Regions from separate parts of the Mus musculus genome. Here region 1 is linked to region 2. Evidence: chromatin contacts called from public HiChIP or PLAC-seq data. All regions are on one chromosome and are shown on one strand. The core of a region is the stretch at or near the end of the contact, and the rest is flanking DNA. Distances in the headings are between cores, read along the strand shown.

Region 1 (6,796 bases), core at 3,061-5,560, 1.0 Mb before region 2:
TATTACTGTAGATCGAAGGATAATACTCAATGTTTTATTCTAACAATTTTAATCTAGCTTTATCCGACAGAATCAAGAAGAAGCTGCCTATATTGTACTTAAAGTTACACAGATTTAGAGAAGTTACTTAATTTGAAATATTGCATAAGTATATTACCATTTAAATCAAATTCTATACCTTCCTAAATCACCACAAGATACCTTAGTCATACCGGTGAAAACGTGTACTGTCAAAGAACTGTCTACATAAAATTAAACTATTTTATAATTCATTAGAAAATTTGAGAATTCAATATATATATATATATATATGTATATATATATTTTTAATTTACGTAGTAGTCATGACAGAACAGTGGCTCTGAAACGTGTCAGTTTACATTGTAATAACTTTAAAGGCACCAATCTGACACATATAATCTGTGTCAGTCACGAAAATATAGCAAACTGTTTTAAATTTAGATCAGTCATTCAAGGAGAATGAAAGGTGTCACTGGGGTTCCATGATAATTTGATTACCTGCATTAGGGTGCCTTAAAAAATGAAAAAAAAAAAGAAGTAAAGGAGAATAAAGATACTCAAAAAGAAGAGCTGACAGTCACTAAGAAAGCAAAGGAATTAACCCACAACCCACTATACTTAGTCATTTTGCACAGACTTCAGAAGGTGCTAATTTCTCCTTGTAGTGTTAAAATTCTGTATTGTCATTTTCTCAAGAGTAGTAATGCACACCACCCTTAACAAGGCCTTTAACACATCATTCCTCCCGAAGCACAGTGCAAAAGCCTAGAACTGTTGTGAAATGGTAGAGAGATACTGCTGTGACATCACAGGCCCGTGATCTATTCGCTGTCTGTTAGATGCAGCACCCCTCTGGATTACATTTACAAGTATAGAGCATGAAATATGTTTTACTTAATTTTTAACCTTCAGTACACTGTAGAAGCTGTGTTATTCTGGTCTTGAAATCCTTGAGGAGGGCATGTGATCATTTTCAACATTATAGCCTATGTCTTTTATAGAAAATGTAACATGCAGGAATGATCTCCATATGAAATGTAATTTTAACAATGCTGTGTGATAACTAGGAAGTCATACACCAGAATCCAATTAAACTCGACTTCTTAATAATTCAGGTTATTATATGCCATTGCATGGAAATTATTGTTTAATATATAAATAGAACGATGTTAAACATGGGGAATGTGTAACCATTCCAGTATTCCATATCTGTTTCTATGTGGATCTGAAGGCATTTTAGGCTTAAGTTAAATGGCCAGGGTTGACTTAGCTTTGTATCCTATGACCTAGATAGCCAGGAGTGAACAGTATGTCTCTTATACTTTTGCCCAGATGGTACTAACTCTTGAAGTACTAATCAGATAGCAAGGGTAACAGCATCATAATTCCTGGCTGTAGAAACATGCATTGCCAATTGTGAATGAGCATTAATTAAAGAGATCTAGTTGGATGCATGTATACACACACACACACACACACACACACACACACACACACACACACTACACTACACTGCACTATTTACACACAACAAACTAGATGACAACATAATATATTTAAATGCTTCAAAATGTGAAATAAAATATAGCATAAAACAACATATAGTTCATACCAAAATTAAAACGTTATCCTAATTAACACCCATTTACTTAATTTTTAAACATTATAGTGTATTGTAGTGTACTTGAAATCATATAACAAAGTATGTTGTATTTGAGGCAAGAACTTCAAGGTAAATAGCAAAGGTCTATTTAACGTGTAATTTTCTTCTAGGATTATTAACAAAATAATATTTATCATTATAAAGTCGAACAGCTGAAATAGAATAAAAGAGACAAGTCTGCACAATCTACATTAAGTTGTTAAGAAACTATGGTGAAGGAATCTCTGTAATTTAGTTATCTTACATACACATGAGACATAGTGTCCTGGTTGATACAAGAGCCCTATTTCTCTGTCTTAGTCTCCTTTGAAAAGGATGCCCAGATGCCCCATTCTGGGGCTTTGACCTGAGGTTTTTTATTCATTGAAGTCTTGAGGTCCTGCGTCTCATGCTGTATTTGTATCCTCTCCCCTAGCCTTCATCCTGGTTCGTATTAAGATTTCGTTTTTTCAAGCATGGGGTAAATAACGGCCTTAGCCAGCAAATAAAGTCATCTCTTCACAGAGAGTAACACCCGTGGTTATTAATGAGGTTAAATAATTTTTGTTAAGCTGTGGGCTGCCACTACCTGACTTTGACATGACTGTGGTATGATTAATATATAATCGCATTGTCCATGAAACCAACTGGAAAGTAGCTGTGCTGTTGTTGATATTGATGGTACCAGAACAGTTCACAGCGAATATGCAAGCAGAAGAACATGCTACATTCGCTTCAGTTTTGTGAATGGCACAAGATCATTCACCGCAGTGCAATGAAAAGAACGAACCTCTAATTCACCAGAGCTGTTTGGGGAGGTTGTTTTCGTCCTCCTGACATCCGGACACATAGGGGTCTTCTTTCTTTAAACCTTGTTCATCCTAATCACATTAAATATTAATTTATTACCTTTTGACTGAGTGCAAGCACCATCAACATACTGCCTATAAGGAAAAATATCTTACAGCACAAGAGGTTGGAAGATTGCACGGTGAACTTTTAGACATTGAGATTTTACTGTGAGGATGCACCTAAGGTAAAGTTTTAATATTAAATGGGAATTACGTTTTTATATGAGAAAACGGTGATGCCAAACAAGACAGCTAAATTTCAGATTACACACTAGAGACTTGGAAGGCTTGATTTGTGATTTGTTTTTTACTTTTAACTTGGTTATCAAAAATTAAATGTTCATGCTTTTTAAAAAAAAAAGTATCAATAGTCACAAACGTGAGATTCTCCCAAATTAAAAAGCCCGAATTTAAAGCCATTACATCCTGCCACAGTGTGAGAAACACAAGGTTTAGAATAAATGCCCTGTATTCTTCGTCCAAGTTAGCAAAAGTCAACCATGCTGTAAGACCTCAGATCACCTTTATATTACCATTCAGGTGGGGATTTGTTACTTAACTAATAGGGTTTTATATCAAACTTTATTCAGGCACCTGTCTGGCACCGGTGCTGCCAAACCTTCCTAACTTACTGGTTTTTAAAGATGAGTGAGGCTTTGAGGGAATATGACAGAAATCAGGGTGACCCTTTCTGAAGTATCCCATCCAGCCCTGGTATAAAAATGAGAAACAAGATTGTGCGGATGTACTACAGAGCTGAAGTCAGGGCCATGCCTGGCAGGGAAATGTGTCCAGCAGTAAGTGGCAAGGGGGAAAGGAGCTTTGCAGCTTGGCTAACAGCTGCTTGGGATTCCTTCAAGCCAGACGGAAGCAAAGTTCGCACATAGGTGAGCTGACAGCAGGCTCAGATGAAGCCTTCGTTCCAGAGAGCTAGGTTTTCCGGGTTCCCTGCGAGGCAAAAGAACGACAGAGGCTCTGCCACGACCAGGCGCCTAAGCTCCGATCAGATCCCAGGAAAGGAGACTTCTTGCTCAGCAAACTGTCCGTGGCTGCGCCCAGGGACCCCAGCTACAACGTACCTTTTCCCCAGGCACTTTCAGTGACCCTGCACGCAGTAAAAGCCCAGATTAATTTTCTTTCCATTTTCCACCGAGACTCAAATGTCTACTGCCCTATCTTTAGCTCTCCGCCCTCCTCGCCCTTCCTTCGGATGTCCCTGCCAGCAAATGCCTCAATTTGCAGCACCCGGCACAGAGCCGGTTTAATGGTTTAATGCGCTCCAGGATTTGCTGGCCAAAACTCCTCACTGAGGGGTGGCTGCGCGTCTCAGCCATCTCTGCAATTTAGCCCTTTCCACTTTGCAGACAGAAATGCATCAAGAGAAGAGCGGCCTCAATGACCCTCACCACCCGGTGGCGAGAATCTAGGTTCCCGGGTTTCGCTCCGGTGCAACCGCACCGCCCTGGCTCCGCCGCCGCAAGCTGGGTAAGAGCTCCAGAGCTCCCGAGCCACCCCGGGTGCTGGCCCCTGCCGGGCATGCTCAGTGCGCGTCCTGAAAACAGCTCTCCCGGGACCGGGATCGTTCCTCCAGGTTTTCGCGGCTGCCGAGGGGCGCTGGGGAGGGGGAGGCTGAAGACAGTCAGCGCCTTGTTCCGCGCCCCCTCCCGCAGCCCTCTGCAGCCTCCCGCACTGCAAGATGCTGGCCAATCAGGACCCGGAGGTGGGGCCTCGGTCGTCACGCCCTCCCTCTGGGCTTATTGAGAGTTATATCAAGAAATTCAGTTCAGAGAGAGGAGAGAGAGGAGAGGGAGAAGGAGAGGGGGGCAGAAGAGAAGGGAAAAACGAAGAGTACGCGAGGTAGGATGGAGAGCCTCAGTCTCTTAAGCGCGAAAGGACTCACGGATTAAGAATTTGCCGGGCAATTGGCACCCCGGGAAAACATCCAGAAAATCACCATCACCCAACTCTGACGTTTCCTACTAGAAGTTAGAGACTTCAGCAGTATTGCCATCGGATGCAAATGGTAGGCTGGATGCGGTGGGATACACTCCCGAGCTGAAGAAGTGCAATTGGATGTGGTGTGCGTTAAATACCAGAAGAGCCCAGACCCAGTGGGTAAAAGCGAGGAAATGTGGAGAGAATGACTAACGACAAATCTGTGAATTTGTTCTCGGGAGTTGCTAATTTGCCAGCCCGAAGCCACACATTTTACAAGGAGAAAACGTTTTGCTGCTTCTGAATTCTCCCCAAACTGGTGCTACCAGATGCATGGCTTTCTATGTGTTGGAGCAAATCCTTCTTAACTGCAGCCTACCGGGAAAGGGGCAAGGTTGAGGCAACTAATGTAAGTGTAAAGTTTCGCATTAACAATTCGAAATACCGTCTTTAGTTGTGTCCTCGGCGTAGATGAGAGGTGTTTGTAATTGGGTAGCTGGCTAGGGTAGAGCTCGCCTACTGGGTTGTATCTGCATCCCCACCTGCACCACTCAGCTGGAACTAATCGCGGGCATCAGCTACTGTGTAGCCTAATGCAGATAAGATTAGAGCCTGGGAGCTGACCAGTCTTACTCCGGGTGGGTAGCTGCCTGGAGCCTTGCACCCATTTAAACTGCAGTTAGAGGGGCATCTGAGCGGAAGTTCTTCTACGTGTGTTACCGGGTTGCGGTATTTATGTGTAGCAAATGTTACTAATATTCTAATGAGACACCGGATTAAGAAACTGCATTTTTGTTCTTTTATGCTCAATAGAAAAAAAAATACCGTGATGTTACATAGGAATGTTGTCTGTGTTTCACTTCCATCCCGGCATGCTGGTCCACCTCTGTGATAAGCAATTGTCTATTAGGATACGTTTTTTAAAAAGTTTTAATGTGTTTATTTATCTCAACGGGGGCAATGTGGAAATATGGAGAAAGGAGAGCACCCTCCGAGGAAGAAATGCCAAGTCTTGGTTTTGTGCTTTGAGGCAATGAGAACCCTTAGTGGCCAGTGACTACTGCTGTTGCTGCGGCTGCAGCAGCATGTCCGAATGCTCATTTTCCAGGAGGGTTGGATTATGAGACAGTTGAAGAACTGGGAGGAAGGAAAAGCAGTCTTTTGAGAGGAGGAGATGACTCAGTGTGGCAGAGAAGAAAACACATCATATCTAACATGTGACAAAGCAGTTGGCAGCAATCATAGCTAAATACTTGAGCTCTTTCCATCGCAAACAACTAGGGGAGGTGGGCTAGAGACCAGGAGGAGGGTTAAATGGGGGTGGGGGGTGTGTGGGAAAGCAAAATAAGAATGCACACTTTGAATTAAACAGTGTTATAATAAAACCAAAACAGTGTGGGGGTGGGGGGATTCCAGGTAAAAATAGCTGCTGCTGTCCTTAATTCAAAAGTAGATGAATTTCATTTTCTCTGGGCAAATGCAACAAGCAGGGGATATTCAGTGGCCACAGAGTTAACTTACAAACTGTGGCAGAGCAAACTGCCATGTTTACTAATGTGCAGGGAGAGTGTGCTTCGATGTTTTGGTGACTGTGTTTTCATTTACTGAAGAATAATATTGTCTGTACAATTGTGTTGACAGTGGCTGTCTCCACATAAGAGATGAGATGTAATGCCTCCTCCTCCTCCTCCTCCTCCTTCTCCAGTCCATGCACACTTCCTCTTGCAGTTCGTGCATCACTCCTCAGTGGGAACCTTTAAACTCTAAAATCCAGGAAAAGAACATAAAGACATTATCATGGACCTGAGGGATTTTTACCTGTTGGCTGCTCTGATTGCCTGTTTAAGGCTGGATTCCGCAATAGCTCAAGAACTTATTTACACTATTAGAGAGGAATTGCCTGAAAATGTGCCCATAGGAAATATACCAAAGGATCTGAATATTTCTCACATCAATGCTGCCACGGGGACCAGTGCCAGCCTTGTCTACAGACTGGTTTCAAAAGCTGGGGATGCCCCTCTGGTGAAAGTATCGAGTAGCACTGGGGAGATTTTCACAACCTCCAACAGAATAGACAGAGAGAAACTCTGTGCTGGGGCTTCATACGCTGAGGAGAACGAGTGCTTCTTTGAACTTGAAGTAGTGATCCTCCCCAATGACTTTTTCAGGCTGATCAAAATCAAGATCATTGTCAAGGATACCAATGATAATGCCCCCATGTTTCCGTCTCCTGTCATCAATATTTCCATCCCAGAGAACACTTTGATCAACAGCCGCTTTCCAATCCCATCAGCCACAGACCCTGACACGGGCTTCAATGGGGTACAGCATTATGAATTACTAAATG
Region 2 (5,873 bases), core at 1,683-4,182:
GCAGGAACTGGACAGAAAAATCATGAAAAAATGCTGCATGCTGCCTTGCTCACAGGACAGTAGTTATGTATCTTTCTTATAGAGTCCTGGGCTACCTGCTCAGGGAATTGTGTCAGTCAGTTGGCCTGATGCTTCTACGGCAATTAATAATCATAGCTATCTCCCACAGATATATCCACAGGTCAATATAATTGGGGCAATCCCACAATTGAGACTGCTTTATCGATGAGTCTAGGGTGCAAAATGTTGACCAGCAAAGCTTAGTAGGTCAGTGCTTTTAACTTGGTAGGAAGCTTATGTTAACAATATGCTGATTTTCTTGACAGCATTATTGATTTCACTTTGTGTAGGTATATAAAGCTATATTGTTGTAAGCCTTAAAAATATATAATAAAATGACTGCACATATGGAAGTAGAAAGGTTAAGTGGGCATATAGTAAAGAACAAAAGGAAAGATAGTGGTGAATGAAAAACAGATGACATCTATATAATAGGAAGCTAATTTGGGATTCAAATTGGGGAAGAAAGAAACAGAAAAATCTTGCTAGTTCCTAACCATCTTCCAATTATATAACACCAGGCATATGTACAGGAAGTGTTTATCCATCATCCATCAATGTATGTCTTGAATAATGAATGCTGCAGAGAACGTAGGAAAAATTTCATTTGTGTGTGTGTGTGTGTGTGTGTGTGTGTGTATAGACCATGACAGAGATTGCTAGATTAATATAATAGTTCTTATGCTTTATGTTTTTAAATATACTTATTTATTGTTTTGAAATGACACATGCAATAGTACATATTTCTCATACACAATGTGGTGAGAATTATTTGTTGATTAGCGTTTCTGTATGGATGATACCCTACACGTATTCTTAGAACATTTTTCCAAGAATATTATTATTAGTAGTAAAAACTGTATTTACCTCATAATATAACATATTCTTCTTATGCTAAATTCAATGCTGAGAATCACACAGCCTATATGATAATATGATTCTATTCTACATATATGAGATTAATTTTATATATTTCACACGTGAATAAGTTTGTGCAACATTTGTTTTTTTCAGCCTATCTAATTTCAGATATCAGAGCATCCTTGGAGTAAATCTTCTCTCTTATAAATAACATAACTTTTTCACCTTTTTTACTTTGTAGCAGTGTACTTACTACGCATTTAATGCATCTTTTCTTTATACATTCGGTTGTCAACGAGTATTCATGTTCATTCTACTTCCCCTCTTCTGACGAATGCACAATAAGCTCCGATCTCTCTCTATCATATTGATTTATTTTTCTTTGGCTATTTACTGAAATGGGCATGGCTAGATTATATGCTTGTTCTTTTGAATGTTAAAGAAATAAATTCATTTGATGTCTCATCAATTTCCATTCCCTAACATGGAACAAATATTCCTATGCTCTGAAGATTGTAAACGCACACTTCTTGTCTTTTTGATGTTGTGGTTCCTCCTCTGCTCAGTTCTTTGAATATTTTAGCTTCTACAGATACAGAAGTGTGTTCAGGATATTTTGTATACTTAGTTTTGAAGGACAATCATTAGTTCATTAACTTCTTAAAATACAAAGAAAAACCATCATCAAATACTTTACATTTTATCCTACATGGAAAAAATATATATCTTAATCATATATTTCTTCATAGAAGGACTAGATAATGCAGATCCAAAAAATGACAAAAACAAGACAACCAACAAACAAAACAAAAAAGCTGCTACAGACCACTGCACTACACAGAAAATCTCAAGAACGTTGCTGCTAGTAAAGCTGGTGGAAAGGAATATAATTGTAGGCCTTTATAGCCAACTAAAATTAGCAGATGCTATTTTTTCTACTGCAGGGGGAAAAAAAAAGAAAAAAGCATCTAATAGCAGTTTACTGAAACTCCATCACTGCAAAATGTCTCCAGTAAAAGAAAAAATATAATCAGGGAAACACTATGTTTAGCTCATTTCTCCATCTCATCTAGCCCCAAATTCCAGAGACTTTTAAGTGTGACTACAGAAATAAATTATTTAGTTATGAAAAACATCATTCACGTCTTTGAGGTTTGATTCATTCAGTGTCACTAATGGTTGTAAAAATATCTTTATAAAAATTTTAGACAGAAAATATGAATATATAACACAATGTATAAAAATACATGGAGGGAAAACAACATGCTCTCTTACTTTAAAATTAAATTCACAGATATAAAGTTGATGGCAGGCAAGTTTAACATTTACTTATAGAATTCATGTTTTAAGTTATTTATAGTGGGTACTTATTATGACAGTTACTAATTTATTATTTTTAGCCACAAATCAGGGAATGTTGCTGTGTCTTATCATATGAGATCTGCTTTATCTCCAAACACATTTTGTTTTTATATCTAGTGCAAATCGTTTATTAGTTGACATTAAAATTTTACTGGAAAGTTGTTTTTTTTTTTTTCTGTATTCTTATGCGATTTATACTTGTTTCTGATTGTCAATAGCTTGAAAAAATAAACCCCAGCCCAGGGGTCTGGAAAGGCAGTGCAGGACTCATGCACTGTCACAGTGGGCAGCAGGGACAGCCTGACTGTCCTTGTTTGGTCCCGCGGCTGTCTGTTCCTATGTTTTTAGAAACTGAGAAAAATTACCTTCATTAAGATAAGGAAAAAAAAAAGTGTAGCCGCCTGTGGCCAGGGGGTTCCCCTGAAAGGCGGCTAGGGCTGAAAAAGATCAGACAGTGAGAAAAGAATGAGGCCAAGACAAATCTTTCTGTTCAAAGCCTGAACTGAGAGTCCATGCTTATAAAGAGGGTAGGCCGATCCCCACCCCCCACCCTACCCCCCCCACCCCTGCCTGCCCATTCTTGGTGCCTGGAGCCAGCCCATAGGCGATCTACAGGGTGTGTCTCTGGAATGTCTCAAGGACCTTTCAGCAGGAAGAAGAGTCTTGGAGAAAGCAAATAGAGCCAGCAAGGTCAGAAGGCTCTACCCTAGGTTAATCTCCTTCTTAGTGGCAGCAAGGTCAAAGTCTGGATCAGCCTGCTTCAAGGCTGAGGGAGGCTACAAAAAAGAAAAAAAAAATTACTTTCTTCAACTGCTTTTTGATGGTTAGATTTCAATGTCAAATTGACTAGATTAGCATGTCCATAGAAGACCTATCTCAAGGAGTGTCTTTGAAGGTGTTTCACAAGGGATTTAACCAAACATCCATTTTGAATGTGGGTAGCATAATCCCATGCACTGGGTTCCTGAAGATAATAAATAATAATAATAATAATAATAATAATAATAATAATAATAATAATAATAATAATAATAAAAAGTAAAAGATGATGATACCAGGTGAGCTACCACATTAATTTTTCACTGTTCAATACTGAAGATAGAATGTGGCCAGACATTCCACATGACTTTCCCTGTCATGATTGACTGTATCTTGGGAACCAAAGTGTAGTACCTTATATGCTCTTTAACAAGAATCAGTTGCAGCCAAATAGCAATATCATTGCTGCCAATTGAAAAAGTATCAATTTAAAAAAAAAGGTCCCTAAATTTGAATGTCCTATAAACACCATTTTCCCCAATATTCGGAATATACTTATATTAATCATGGGGGGGGGCTGAAAGCCACATTTTTCTTGATAGTACTACATTCAGTGAGAATATACCATGCTGGTAGATCTGGGAAGCCACTGACAGCTCCTTCACATTGTCACCAGACAGCAGCAACTATGAAATCTCTGATTGATGACCCATTTTCTCTAAAGAAGTCTACACTTTAATCTTGGACTGAGATGTAGATTTTCTTTTCCTTTCTTCATTACATATTATTCCTTGGGTGTATATGTACTAGTTGTTCACTACATTTGATGTTTCTATGCTTTCTTTATTTTCTCCCATTTATTAATTACATATCTTTAGTAAATAATTGTTTGAAAACTAATTGTTTCAAAATTTCCCTGTAATGATTCCTGGCATAAATTCTATTTTCCAAATGGATACTGACAGATCCATAATTGATCTAAGAAATAACCCTAGAAAGTAGATATTAAAAACATATTCTGAGTATGGGACATGTCTTTCAAATGCAGCGTAATTCTGACATCTTGTCAATAAGAAAACACCAAATTAACAATTCTAAGCATACAGCAGCATTACCATTAAATAAGCTACCACTTATGTTTGATTTTATGAAGTACCATTGTATGTCCATGCCTTGGGGTTAATGGCATTTATTTGACAATGATGATATTTATAATGATTCTGATACAATTGTAGACTGTTTAAAATAATGGAGAAATGGGGGAAAAAACGACAAACTCAAGTCTTTTAGCCCTGAATTCAAGTCATGTTCTAAAAAACAGATATCTTTCATGCCTGCCTTTGAAAAATATCTTATAGTTTGGCCATAGAAATAATATAACTTAACCAAATAAGTTTGTGGGATACTAAATGGCATTGCACATTTCTCATTTTTGTAAAAAATTTATATTGATTGGGGAAGAAGACTTGCTTGGAACTTAGAATAAAAACATGTTTGCACTCACTGAAACAGATAGGTCAAAGTTCCAAGTCAATATTATCTTCCCTTTAGGGCAGAAAAACGTGTGTGATATTTACCATTCTTTATTTAAAAGCATATGACAAGCTCACTTTGGTAGATGCCAGGAGAGAGAATGTTTATTTTCTTTGGAGTTCATCAGAATCATTCCTTTCTTCTTCTAGATCCACCTTTCGATTCAAGTCTTCAAATTCTACCTTCAGTACAAAGGAATCCTGTGATCTTCACCCTATATATGAAGCAGTTTGGAGTGAGCAATTACTCTCTGAGCAATGAAAAAAGGACACATTAACACTCATAACAATGTAAACTTCACTAACACTTCAACACGAGGCTTTATAGACAGTTTTGATGTCACCATACTATCTGGCTTCAGTGGGAAAGATGTGTCATACATATGGTAGATATCTACTTCTATTAAGTAGTGCATGCACTCCAGAGTATAGATATATTATTTTTCCTATTCTGCTAATCCAGGCCTCCAAATTTTTCAAGGTACATCAATAATAGCACAGATAAAAATGTTTTCTTTCTCAATAATTTCTTCAGAGCACTACAGTATGTTGTCTCCTCAGCCTTGACCAGGCTAAACAGACCTTAAGTGTTTCCCACAATTGGACCATACAGACCCAGGTGGAGTCAATTTCCTATAGGAGTAGACTGCCTGCTGAGCTTGCTTTGTAACTCAATCCAACTGAAACAAAGGATGGGTCTGTGTGCTCTCCTTATAGTGTCCGACTATTAAACTTTGAGCCTTGATCAGAAACTTTTGTCTTGGCTTCATCTCTTTTCACCTCCTCCCCAACCCCCCTCCCCATCCTTTTTCATTTCCAGCCCCCCTTTCAGATAACCGAATTCATCCATGGCTGCTAGACAGCTACATTACAGTGACTCAGTTAAGTTGTCCAAAACACAGATCAAAACTACATGTTCTACATCAAACTCAGAATCTCAGGAAAGATGAGTAGTAATCTACTAAGACGTTTTAAAAAAAGGTGTGTTCTCTGTATTCACATTGCCTGAAGCCATTCTATATAGGTGGATGCATGTACTTTTGGGAGTTAGTTTTATTTTGTAGCCTTAAGAAACTGGTCATAGTTTTTAGATAATAAGGAAAAATGTGTAAGGTAGGGAGCTCTTTAGGAAAGGGGAAGATAGGTAAGTACAGAAGATTGAGGAAGGTGGGTCAAACAAAACAATGGTTGTTGTGATCATAAAAAGAAAAAGAGCTATAAGAATACATTGAAAATGTAATTGAGGAAAATATGTAATAAAAATATTTAAAAAAAGATACATTGAAAAATAAAAGAATA

The links. HiChIP or PLAC-seq counts read pairs in DNA pulled down with a chosen protein or histone mark.
Region 1: an H3K27ac HiChIP or PLAC-seq map of embryonic stem cells shows a contact between it and region 2, with 4 times the contacts expected there. The contact joins the promoter of Pcdh9 here to the enhancer-like site in region 2. A contact is called at or near these places in 5 of 39 promoter capture datasets (the C10 cell line, embryonic stem cells, hippocampal neurons and 1 more) and 1 of 115 datasets of contacts at active chromatin or transcription factors (embryonic stem cells).

What each region holds. Positions count from the first base shown.
Region 1 is chr14:93,888,183-93,894,978 of GRCm38.p6, reverse strand. It overlaps Pcdh9 (protocadherin 9), which reads left to right and starts at 4,310. Exons shown (of 5, transcript NM_001081377.3): 1 at 4,310-4,858; 2 at 6,091-6,796. The coding sequence starts at 6,247.
Region 2 is chr14:92,860,285-92,866,157 of GRCm38.p6, reverse strand. No RefSeq gene overlaps it. Among named protein-coding and RNA genes, the nearest start is that of Gm23509, 270 kb to the left of the region's middle. Within about 2 kb of position 2,932, at least 9 of the 459 cell types and tissues checked have an H3K27ac peak or open chromatin away from gene starts, as enhancers often do. A contact at or near this core is called in embryonic stem cells, where this site is marked.